Linked DNA regions of Mus musculus: region 2 is linked to region 1. Evidence: chromatin contacts called from public Hi-C data. All regions are on one chromosome and are shown on one strand. The core of a region is the stretch at or near the end of the contact, and the rest is flanking DNA. Distances in the headings are between cores, read along the strand shown. Region 1 holds the start of Ncam1 (neural cell adhesion molecule 1). Region 2 has its middle 47 kb from the start of Gm25633.

The links. Hi-C and Micro-C count contacts between places; a contact is called where the count stands out from the background.
Region 2: a contact with region 1 is called in a Hi-C map of olfactory sensory neurons, with 3 times the contacts expected there. The contact joins the enhancer-like site here to the promoter of Ncam1 in region 1. A contact is called at or near these places in 3 of 39 promoter capture datasets (the 3T3-L1 cell line and frontonasal cranial neural crest), 16 of 484 Hi-C or Micro-C datasets (the HL-1 cell line, the N1E-115 cell line, the Patski cell line and 10 more), 5 of 115 datasets of contacts at active chromatin or transcription factors (embryonic stem cells and neural progenitor cells) and 1 of 9 other capture datasets (pancreatic islet).

The regions. Positions count from the first base shown.
Region 1 is chr9:49,796,787-49,801,935 of GRCm38.p6, forward strand. Ncam1 (neural cell adhesion molecule 1) reads right to left here and starts at 2,283. Exons shown (of 19, transcript NM_001113204.1): 1 at 1,892-2,283. The coding sequence starts at 1,943.
Region 2 is chr9:49,870,688-49,875,836 of GRCm38.p6, forward strand. No RefSeq gene overlaps it. Among named protein-coding and RNA genes, the nearest start is that of Gm25633, 47 kb to the left of the region's middle. Within about 2 kb of position 3,089, at least 114 of the 459 cell types and tissues checked have an H3K27ac peak or open chromatin away from gene starts, as enhancers often do. A contact at or near this core is called in the N1E-115 cell line, cerebral cortex, cortical glia and 5 more, where this site is marked.

The sequences.
Region 1 (5,149 bases), core at 1,033-3,532:
GTGGCGAGGACCCATTTGGCACGCCCTGTCAAGACACGCCCTACCACACCCCGCCACGCCCCTCCACCCCAGCGTCTAGTCCTTGGCCAGAGGGTCAGCGCAGGCGCGTCTGCTCTCCGGGACACAGCTTGGGAGCTGCTGTCTTCTGCACTCGCAAGCGAAGCGCTCCGTCGCAACTGTGCGCCATGGACAGGGAGCCTGAATGCTCCAAAGCGCCAAGAAAGAAGCACGAGTGGGCGAGAATAAGCTAGCTGGACCAAGAGATGTCCCAGGGCCTATCCTTCTCCATTTTACGTCCTCGAAAACGGCCGTGCAGCTAGGGGCAGTAACAGGGCGGGGTCTCTCCCAACGGGAGGCGAGCGAGACCGTTAAGCTAGAACACCCGGGGACCATCCTGGCAGCTTGGGCGCCACCCGCGCCGCAATAAAAGCCTCTCGCGGCTTCCCGCCCAGCCAGCCTCGCTCTGATTGGTCGCCGATCAGAGTTGGCTGGAGGCGGTGGCCCAGCTCTGCTCTCTTGCTGCCCTCGGAGGGGGGCGCACTGGGTGCTCCCGGGGCCGCTCTGTGGGCTCCACACCCAAGGCTTAGAGATCTGGACCAGTACAGCCACACCAGGCAGAAGCCACAGCCATGCGCGGTCTCCTCCGCCTAGCCTGCTTTCAGCTGGTGCTTGGCAGCACACGCCCCCCCCCCGCCCCAGCTGTCGGCCCATCCCACCCAGCTCTCGGCGGCCCCAGTGCCCTTTGCTTCCCCCTCTCCCAGTCCATTGGGACGCCAAAGCACAAATCCTTGGGTGGGGTAGGGGCAGCAGCTGGAAGGGAGGGTGGGCACACTGAGGAATTTTCCAGGGAAAGCCGAGATGGAAATAGCCAAAATGCAATGCGCCCCCTTCCCGAATGCTAAGGATCTCTGGGCGGTGGCACAGCCCTCGCCACCCGCGACAGCGTCGCTACGGTCTTTCTCCCGAGCTCCCCATTGTTCACACTTTGCCAGGATCAGGAATATCGCCCAGAGAAAGGAAGAGGTGTCTTGGGCAGCTGGCTACCTGCCATTCTTCGCTGGCACCGTGCAACCCTAGGCTCTCGGTGCGTGTAAAGGCACACGCGCGCACACGCGCGCGCACACACACACAACCAGGCAGCCCCGATCACGCCCTCCTCACCCTCCGCCCCTCTGCACTTCCTCCTGTCAAAACGCGGCGCTGGACCCTCCCATCCCTCCGTGCTCCCGGCCGAGGGCAGGTTTTGCAACTACCCAGCAATTTGGCAAATGAAAAACTAACGTCATTTGCACGGGGGTGCAGGAACGACCACAGGGCCCTGCGGTGCTGCCGGTGGTTGCCCCATTTTGCAAACCGTTATTCGGGGCGGGGAAGACGGGGGAGTAAGCGAAGGCTGCAAGCCTCACTTTACCCCAGCCCGGGACATAACGGTGGGGGTAAAACTGCCCCAGCCTTATTGTTCACTCTTCTCGAAGCTTGACAAACACCTCTAGGTGAAAGATGAGCCTGGGGGGCGACACCACCCGAGCCACGCATCCGCCACCCGCCTTCGGGGAAGGGGAAAGCAGCGCTGCCCATCACGGCAGCATCCCGGTCCCCATACCCCTGTCCCACCTCCGCGGGCACACAAGTGGGAAGGGCGTGCGCGGCCGCCACTGAGCGGGGAGGCAGCCGCGTCCAGCGCCGTCCCGGAGGGCACGGGTTTGGCTGGCCAAGCAAGGACGATACGATGCGCTCCCTTCTCAGCTCAGTGAAAATGCTGTCTTTGCTTTACACACAAAACCAGCCAAAAGAACCGGGCTTCTCGGGGATAGGGAGAGAAGACAGGGGCAAGCGGACAATTAACAGACCCGATGTAGATTTTTTTTAATTAAATTAAATTAAAATGTACCTGCAGTTCCCAGGAAAAACAAAGTCCAGATGAGATCCTTAGTTCGCAGCATTGTAAACTGCCGGCTGGGAGGGATGTTCTGGCCGCGGTAAATTCAGTGCCTTCCCCTTGCAAGCGACTGTGGACGGCGGCGGAGCAATGGACCGAGGAGCAGACAATTGCCAGGCTGGGTATGATTATTTTTGCAGAATTGTTTCTTGCCAGCCACTGCCGAGCTGCGTTCACGCGCTGAGCGGAGAATGAGTGACAGTCCCAGCCTCAGCACACTCGCAACTCGGAGATCCCTGCGCTGGCCCGGGTTGGCTTTGATGGAACTGGGGATGCGAGCGACGGGCGGGGGGCGGAGGTGAGAGCCTCACTGTGTCCTTCCACCACGCCGACCACAAATAGTTCCTAACATCCAGGAGGTAAGAGACAGGGGAGGCAGATGCGGCTGCCTGTAAAACGCGGCCTGGAGTTACCAAGGGAGCCGGGCTCTTTCACAGGGAACCTTCCAGGCAGAGCTGGGATTTCTTTTCACCCTTTTCCTTCATTCACGTCTTTGGAGATCATTCTGCCCTCCGGCGTTCCTTAATCAGGAATTTGAACGTTTTTAATAATTAGGGGGAAAAAGAATTTTAGATTCGGTTCGATTTTCAAAGTTGTGGACACCCCCCCCTCCAGTTTAGTTACTAAAGTCCTTGCAATAAAAAGCATATGGCTGCTTCTGCTTCTTCTTCTTCTCCTTCTTCTCCTTCTTCTCCTTCTTCTCCTTCTTCTCCTTCTTTTCCTTCTTTTCCTTCTTTTCCTTCTCCTCCTCCTCCTCCTCCTCCTCCTCCTCCTCCTCCTCCTCCTCCTTCTCCTTCTTTTCCTCTTCCTCCTAAGAGAAGGAAATTGGAAATTTGGAGAGAGCTGAGGGCTGTGGAGGTTTGTTTTGTTGTTTGTTTTCTCCTGGCTATGAAGTTCATCTTCCCACAGAGGGAGCAACTCACAGCAGCACAACTCAGATCTCAGAAGTAGGGGGTGGGGAAGCCAGTCAAAAGAAAATGCAGAGCCATTTATAAGTAATATTCAGGAATAACCAGAAACTGGTATTGGGATCCTCCCTCTCTCTCCCTCCTTTGCCCTGGCTCTTCTGTGTGTATTAAGGCACAGGAGCGACAGCAAGCATCCTCCTTCAGCGGGAGACCTCCACTCTTAAGGCTATGAAAATACAATATGACTGAGATATCAACACAAAGACTTCCATTAATCAAGCAGCCTTGTTTGTTAAAAGAGGGGATGGGAACATAGTGAAATCAACACTCTTTAGCACCTGAGTGGGGCTTGAGTTGTGCAGGAAATACAAGTGAGGGTGCTCCAGAAGTGGCTCTGCTCAGTGAAGCCCTCTGACAGACCAAAGAGCCAGTTCACACACAATCCCAAGCCCTGCAATGTTCTTTAAAGGGCAGACTCCTTGATGCTTTAGCAGTCAGAAAACCCACCTTCTGCTAGCTGACCAGTCACCATCCAGCTCTCCTTTCCTCTGTATAATGTACCCAGTCCTATCACATGCTGCGGGTTCCAAGGATCCATGAGAAGCAGTCTGTCTCCCAGGAATCTTTCATGTTCACTTTTTAAATTTTTGCCTTATGGTGATTATAAACAATTCAAAAATACAGAAAAGTAAAAAGAATATCTCTTTGCCCCAGATTCTAAAGATAGCCCAATTTTTCTAAGTTGTGTATATATATGCATACAAATTTTGTGTGTGTGTTTGAGAGAGAGAGAGAGAGAGAGAGAGAGCGCACATGTGCATGTGAATACAAGATAAAGCTGCCACAACCTGAGAGTTCTGAACCATAAGTACAAATGACCCTTTCCTCTCCGTAAGGGGTTTACATGAGGTCTTTGTCCCTGAGCCAACAACCTGATTAATATTATGCACGTCACATATATTTTTACATATTGCTAGTTGTGTCTTTGACGACACACTGTCTTTTGCCAGTATATAAAATGACCACCTTATAACTTTATGAGATAAATGTCTCTGACTCTTTCCTAATTGAGTTTTCTACACAGACAAAGATGGAGAGACTAGGCAGAGGGTAGAGAGGAGTGAAGGTTGGAGCATCCAAAATAAGAGTTTTCTAATTTTACCACCCAGAGTGAGAGACACACCCATTCCTGCAAACTTTGCTTCTTATAGCCCATGTCAGAAGAATTAAAAGATTCCTCTCCAAATGTTTCTATTTTTAGCCTTCAGATGTAGACAAGTGTGGAAATCCTATCTCACTTCAGCATGAATAGATTTTTTTTCCCTTTCTGTTTCTCTCCAGCCCCTCCCATTGCCATGTAGCTGTTTCTGTTGTCATGACTGTTCTGGGATTCTGCCCACTTACTTCTGTCCACACTCCTAGGGTTTCTAACATGGTCCTTTAACAGGATGGGTAACTGGTCCCTAGTTCTTCAGCTTTCTTCTGTGTTACTTTTCCACACTGCCCATAAACCATTTTTGTTAAATTTGATGATGCTGTGGCTGTGAATACCTCTGCCGCTAGAGAGAGAGACAGAGACAGAGAGAGAGAGAGAGAGAGAGAGAGACAGAGAGAGAGAGAGAGAGAGAGAGAGAGAGAGAGAGAGAGAGACCAGGCTGTTAGACACACGTCAATAAGCAGCTCCATGAAGAGGAAGAAGACACCTAGACCAGACCATATGTAGGAAAAGAGATTTGTTTGTGTGGTCTGAGAAGACCAAATGGCCAGAGCAAGAGGCCAGTCAGGTCAGTGTTAGAATGGCATGGTGCGTCCTAGTGGAAGACGGAGTAGTGGGAAAGGATAGAAAGAGACTTCCAAGATGAAAGCAGCAGAGTTTCAAAACTTTCTCAAGGCTAGATCTGAAGTAGAAAGAAGAGGCACAATTTCTTTTGATTCATTCCACTGAGTATCAGGTAAATGCTGGTACTGCTCTAGACAGGGGTTTGGGATAGTAGGCTCCCGTCCTTATGGAGAAGACAGATGTTAAATCATTAGACATCTAATCAAGAGGTGATGATAAGTATCAAATGGAGGGATCAGACATGCTGTGGGTCATGGAGAGTTAGTTCCCAGGTACAGAGAGATTGTCCTTTTGGACCAGAGCTGATGTGGAGACATCTAAAAATATCTAGAGAAAAATTTGAGATTGAAGCTTCCAGTAAAGACAACTGAACGGTGGCTGGTAACAGGGCCAGGAATTAGGAAAGGAAAGAAGGTTCAGATAAAATGGTGAACACAGGAGCAAAGATGCCAGCTCTGGAAA
Region 2 (5,149 bases), core at 1,839-4,338, 75 kb after region 1:
AACGGATCCTGAGTTAGCTACCCTGTTGGAGTCCAGGGCTTTTTCCTGAACAGAGATGCCCTGAACCCTGAGGGAGTTGGCACTTGACTCTGAGACTACTTGGCATGAGGTTCAAAGGACGCTCCTGGGTTGTCACTCCCTTTATCTGGGGACAAGCATGGCTGCATGCAATTTTATGAGACTTAACTATCCCTCACACATCTCTCAAATGCGTTCTTCACAAATAAACTACATTTGACTATCTCCAAATGGGAGCAGGACAGAGAAAGATTCATGGATCAAATGGAAGTAGTACTGAGTCTGAGGGGTAACATCAGGGCAAAAGGAGTGTGGGAGACGACATTAGCAGAAATGGAGGGTCAGTCTGCCATGTGCAAGGCCTCTCGTTACATTTTATGTGTGTGTACCCATGTGGAAGACACCACTTATGTCTCTCCATCTCCTGAGGCATCAAGAGGACAGCGATACAATGAAGCCTGTGGGAGAGAATGTTTATGGGAAGGATGCACCAGTCTATTCTGATTTCAAGGACAGGCCAGATGAAAAAGGAGATAAGACAGTATAGAGAGCCCCGAAGTCTTTATGGGCACACTTTAAAATATAAAGGTACATTTTCTGAAATCTATTTGCAATATTAAGACCCTGGGTCTGGCTGTTTGTGCTCAATCAGACTTGGTCAAACGGTCCCCTGAGAATCTCTGTACGGCTGATCTACTAGCACCCAAGATTCCACATGGCCAACAGCCCATTCCTCATCTGTCCACCCTGGCATGCATCTGATTCCTTTCTGTAGTAAAGCCACCAGCATGCATCCAGGCATCCAAGTCCTAGATGCACTACTGTTTGTAGATCCTTCCTTCACACTGTATCAATAGCCAGTCCACAAGTCATCTTCCTAATGCTTTCTTCTGTCTCTCAACTTCTTTTTTAATTTCTCTTCCTGAAATGTTTCAGTTATGTCCCACACGGGTCCTTGGCTCCAGATTGGTACCCCTGAGGTTCAGATGGAACATTAGTACCATCTCATATCTTGCTTAATACTCTCCGTAGACTCTTCATTGGACAAAGCAATGGGTACTTTTTAACCGTTGCAGGATGTTTTTCATTGGGGCCCCAAAGCATGAGGTAAGAACTGAGTCCCCAATGAGTTCCCTGCTTGGTCAGTTACTGTCTTCATCTCTGGCAACACTAAAGAGCTCAGTGCCTATTTGAGTCGTGTGAAATACAATGCCACAGAGTGTTCAAGTCACTTCACATGTTCCATGAGCTGGCTCTGCGCTCTCTTCTGCGGGTTACCTGTTCTTCTTCTTCTTGCCACTCTCTCCCTCACACTGTAGTTGGGTACCAGGATGACTGACCTGCTCCAAGCTTCTCACGGATTCAATGCTCCAGGCTCTCATTGTCTTGTCCATGCCAACCCCATGCTAGGACACCTTCCTCTCCTCAGTTTCCTCAGCCCCTCAAGATCCTGGGCAGACAGTGACTCCTACCATACATAGGCTCCTCTAAACCCCATGTTGGGCCAGCTGTCTTTGTTCTCTGTTCCATGAACTTCATGGGCATAACTTGTCCTGAGGTGGACTGTGCACATGGTCTCCTCCAGGAGACTGTTAGATCCATGAAGAGCAGACTGTAGCTCATTCATCTGTCTTTGGCTCCTGACATGGTGCCTGTGCCTGGTATGTAGTGAATGTCTGGTCAGTCTTACTGAGCTGCGGAGCATGGAACTCAGAGCATGTCTCTTCCCTGCTCTCTGCACATCACCCACATCCTACGGTGTCACCTGAAAGTCACTGAGCACTTCTTTACCCTGTGACTGCAGACTGGGGATACTGGGAACTTTTCTCGGGGAACTCAGGCTGACTGGTAAGGACCAGACCAATGGCGTTCACTTCCTCTTCTGCTTCTCTCCTCCCCTTCCCCATCTCCTCTTACTCACTTCCTGTCCCCTCCCACTAAGTCTAACGCAACATCAGTACCTATCACAGAGAAAAATGACATGAGATACCCCCTATGCAGGGCCAGTGAGCAGTGAAAGTGGGATGCCGAGTCTTTAAGTGATGGGCAGCTTTTGGAGGAAGAGATGGGGGTAGGGATGGACTTGTTTCTGCAAATGGACCTGAGCTTCTTCATCCATTCTCTCTGACTGGAGCCTGTCTGAGTCACTTAGCACCCAAGACTCAGAGGACAGAAAGACCTTGGTCATAGTGTTCTTGGGGGATGGGGTCAGTAGTTAGATCACATTTTCAAACCAATGTAAAAATTATGTCAGCGCTTAACTGTGTCCTGTTCAGTTTATATACTCACAGTCTGTCTAACTCCTACCTTTCAGAATATGACTGATAATAGTCTTTATAGGGGTAAATGAGGCCATTAGAGGGAGTTCTAACCCAATGTGACTAGTGTCCTTACAAGTCAAGCGAATTTGGACAAAGATATAATTACAGAGAGGAGACCAGGAAATGACTTCTCAAGAGGCCACAGAGGAAAGCAGCCCACATCTGGATCTCAATTTTTTTGGCTTCCAGTTGTTTGAGAGGATACATACCAGTGGTTGAGGATACCACTATGAGCCATTTTAGTACAGCGGGCCTAGCAATCAGTTAGGCGTATTCGAGAGATCTTGGGGGCTATGACAGGCCTGACTGTTGTTATATCATCTCTTGGAGGGTTTCCTGATATATCCCCATAGGCTCCTGGTGCCTATTTTAAGGAGCCTTTTGATTTCATAGTCTCCCTCCCCCCCCACCCCCCGCCCCTGCTCTCCCTGGTGCCTGTGTAAAGGTGCTGGGATTACCAACTCTATCTCAACTAGGCTTTAAACATCATCCTGCCTTTCACATTTGCAGGGCCTGAGACAGGGATGGTGCCCAGTAAACAAAGAGTGACTTGATGAGTGGGCTTTGCTCAGGGTGTTTCCCACCAGTAGCTCTCCTGCTTACACACTGCCCTGTCTTGGGGCTTTCAGCTCCCTTCCTCTCCAGGGCCCTGGCAATGATGGGAAACAGCCCTCAGAGGGAGGAGGTTAGAGATGCAGTGGCCTAGATGGACGAAGCAAGATGATTGGTCCTTGTCTTGTCAAATGATATGATTGGCTGGCTTGCTGGCTGAATATACCCCCGTGATTGGCTCTCCAGGCAGTAAAGGAGGAGAATGAATCCCTTCCCTTCAGGCGGTTCCTGCCAGCTTTCTGGGTGGATGAGCAGAGTCTGTGGTTGCTGAGCTTGCTTGTCAAGTCTGTTTGCTTCAGCCTCAAGGTGCAGAAACTACACACAGCCCAGAGCACCCGGCTCTTCTCCAGACCCGCAGGAAGGGGATTAGCTGCGGGTCAGTAGGGGTCTAACACAATCTTTCTCTGTCGGGCAAACAAAACAACTATTGATATTGCTGCTTTCTGGTCTTAACCCTTTTAACTGGGGGCAGAAAATCAAACCATCTACACCCCGGGCCCTCTCTGTTTCTCTTCTGCTTTGGATTCTTTCTCCCTCTCAGGATTGGACCCGTGCTTTCTTTTTCCTGCAAGTTAAAACTGTAGCTTTTCACCTGGTCTGCCAAATCAGAAAGGATTAGCAAGGAGGCGAGGCTACCCATCCTTAGCGGTCTTGGCGTGCTCCCTGCTATTCTAGCAGCCCCAGCAATATTGGGAAGTCTGCAAAATGGTAATCATTATCATTATAATTATGTTTTCAAAACTGTATTATTAATTAATTAATGAGTTAATTAATTTTTGTCTCACATTTTACAAGAAATGTCCATTGGGGCATTCAGTGGCTTGATCAATATTGAAGAGGTTGCTATACACCTAGGGGACTTACAGACCCAATAGCTGAGGTGCGGGTATACCACTGTGGATTTGGGGAAAGAGCTGTGTATTAATGCACTCAAGGCATTCCACAAGCTTAATTCCACAGAGTGGAAAATCATCACCCAGTCCTTCTTTTCTGACTTGTCTCAGAAACTTATTCCTTGTGCTCACTGGGCATGCATCTGCTCCCTGGGAGGCTTCTGATCTGGACAGGACTCAGTAAGTAACATCTGTGGTTCTAGGTGAGGATAATGGCTGGCAGGGCATACCTTCTTTCTTTGCTTTTACACTCTGGCAGAGGCCTGGAAAGCTGAGCCCACTCATTGGCCATTTTCTCCAAGGGACTTTCCCCGAGCGACCCACTTCAACATTTATGCCAGGCTTCATGTCCTTGACACTTTCCTGGTCCATTCTTGATCTCCTGTTGTGCCAGGTAGACTTCCCATGTGTTCATTTCAGTCTGGTCAAAATGGCACTGAGTTTAAAAATATAAATAGTAAAACTGCTTTTCGGGGGGGGGGGGACCAAATAACTAGGCTGAATAAACAGATATGTCCGATGGTGGCCTGACCTTGGACTTGATCCCAGTCATTCCTCATGAGTCATCTCTAACCATTGCAAGTTGGGTCTCTGCATACCAGTGGAGGTACCTGTTATGAGTGACAGAAGCTACAGGCCTTACTTACTCATGGGAAACATCCTTAACAAAGAGTTTCACATGACCCTAGTAGCCAGTAAGCACCCTCTAGATGACAGGAGCCATGGCTGTTAGCCAAGAGTGGAAGGGGACAATGAAAGAAGGCTTCAATACATTTCCTTCAAGTTCCCAGGAACATCCTTCTCAGTTGGGGTTCACACTTGTCTATCCTAAGGGACAAGGAGTCTCTACTGACTGTCAGTTGACGATGGAGATCCCATGGGAGGCAGGGATGTAGGGATGTGTCTCTTGAACCTTTTGTGCTGTAGTAACTTGAATGATCCTTCTGAGACCTGTGTGTTTTGTGCTCTTGGACTGAACTTGAGCTTTTACCAGTGACTAATCCAGGTGACCACTAAAGACTTGCTCACTCTGATTGCCTAGGTCTCAAACATCATCACACAGGAGTCATACAGGAGTGATTTAAAGCATCAGAAATCTGTGCTGGGGTGATGGCTTAGTCTATAAAGAGCCTGCTGAGCAAGCTTGGCATGGTGGTACACATCTGGAACTTTAGCTCCCAGAGGATGGAGACAGGCAGATCCAGGAAGTTTATAGGACATCCAACCTAGGTAATCAGTGATGCCGTCTCAAAAATCAGGTCTGGTGGGGCTGGGAAGATGGCTGAACAAGTAAAATGCTTGCCA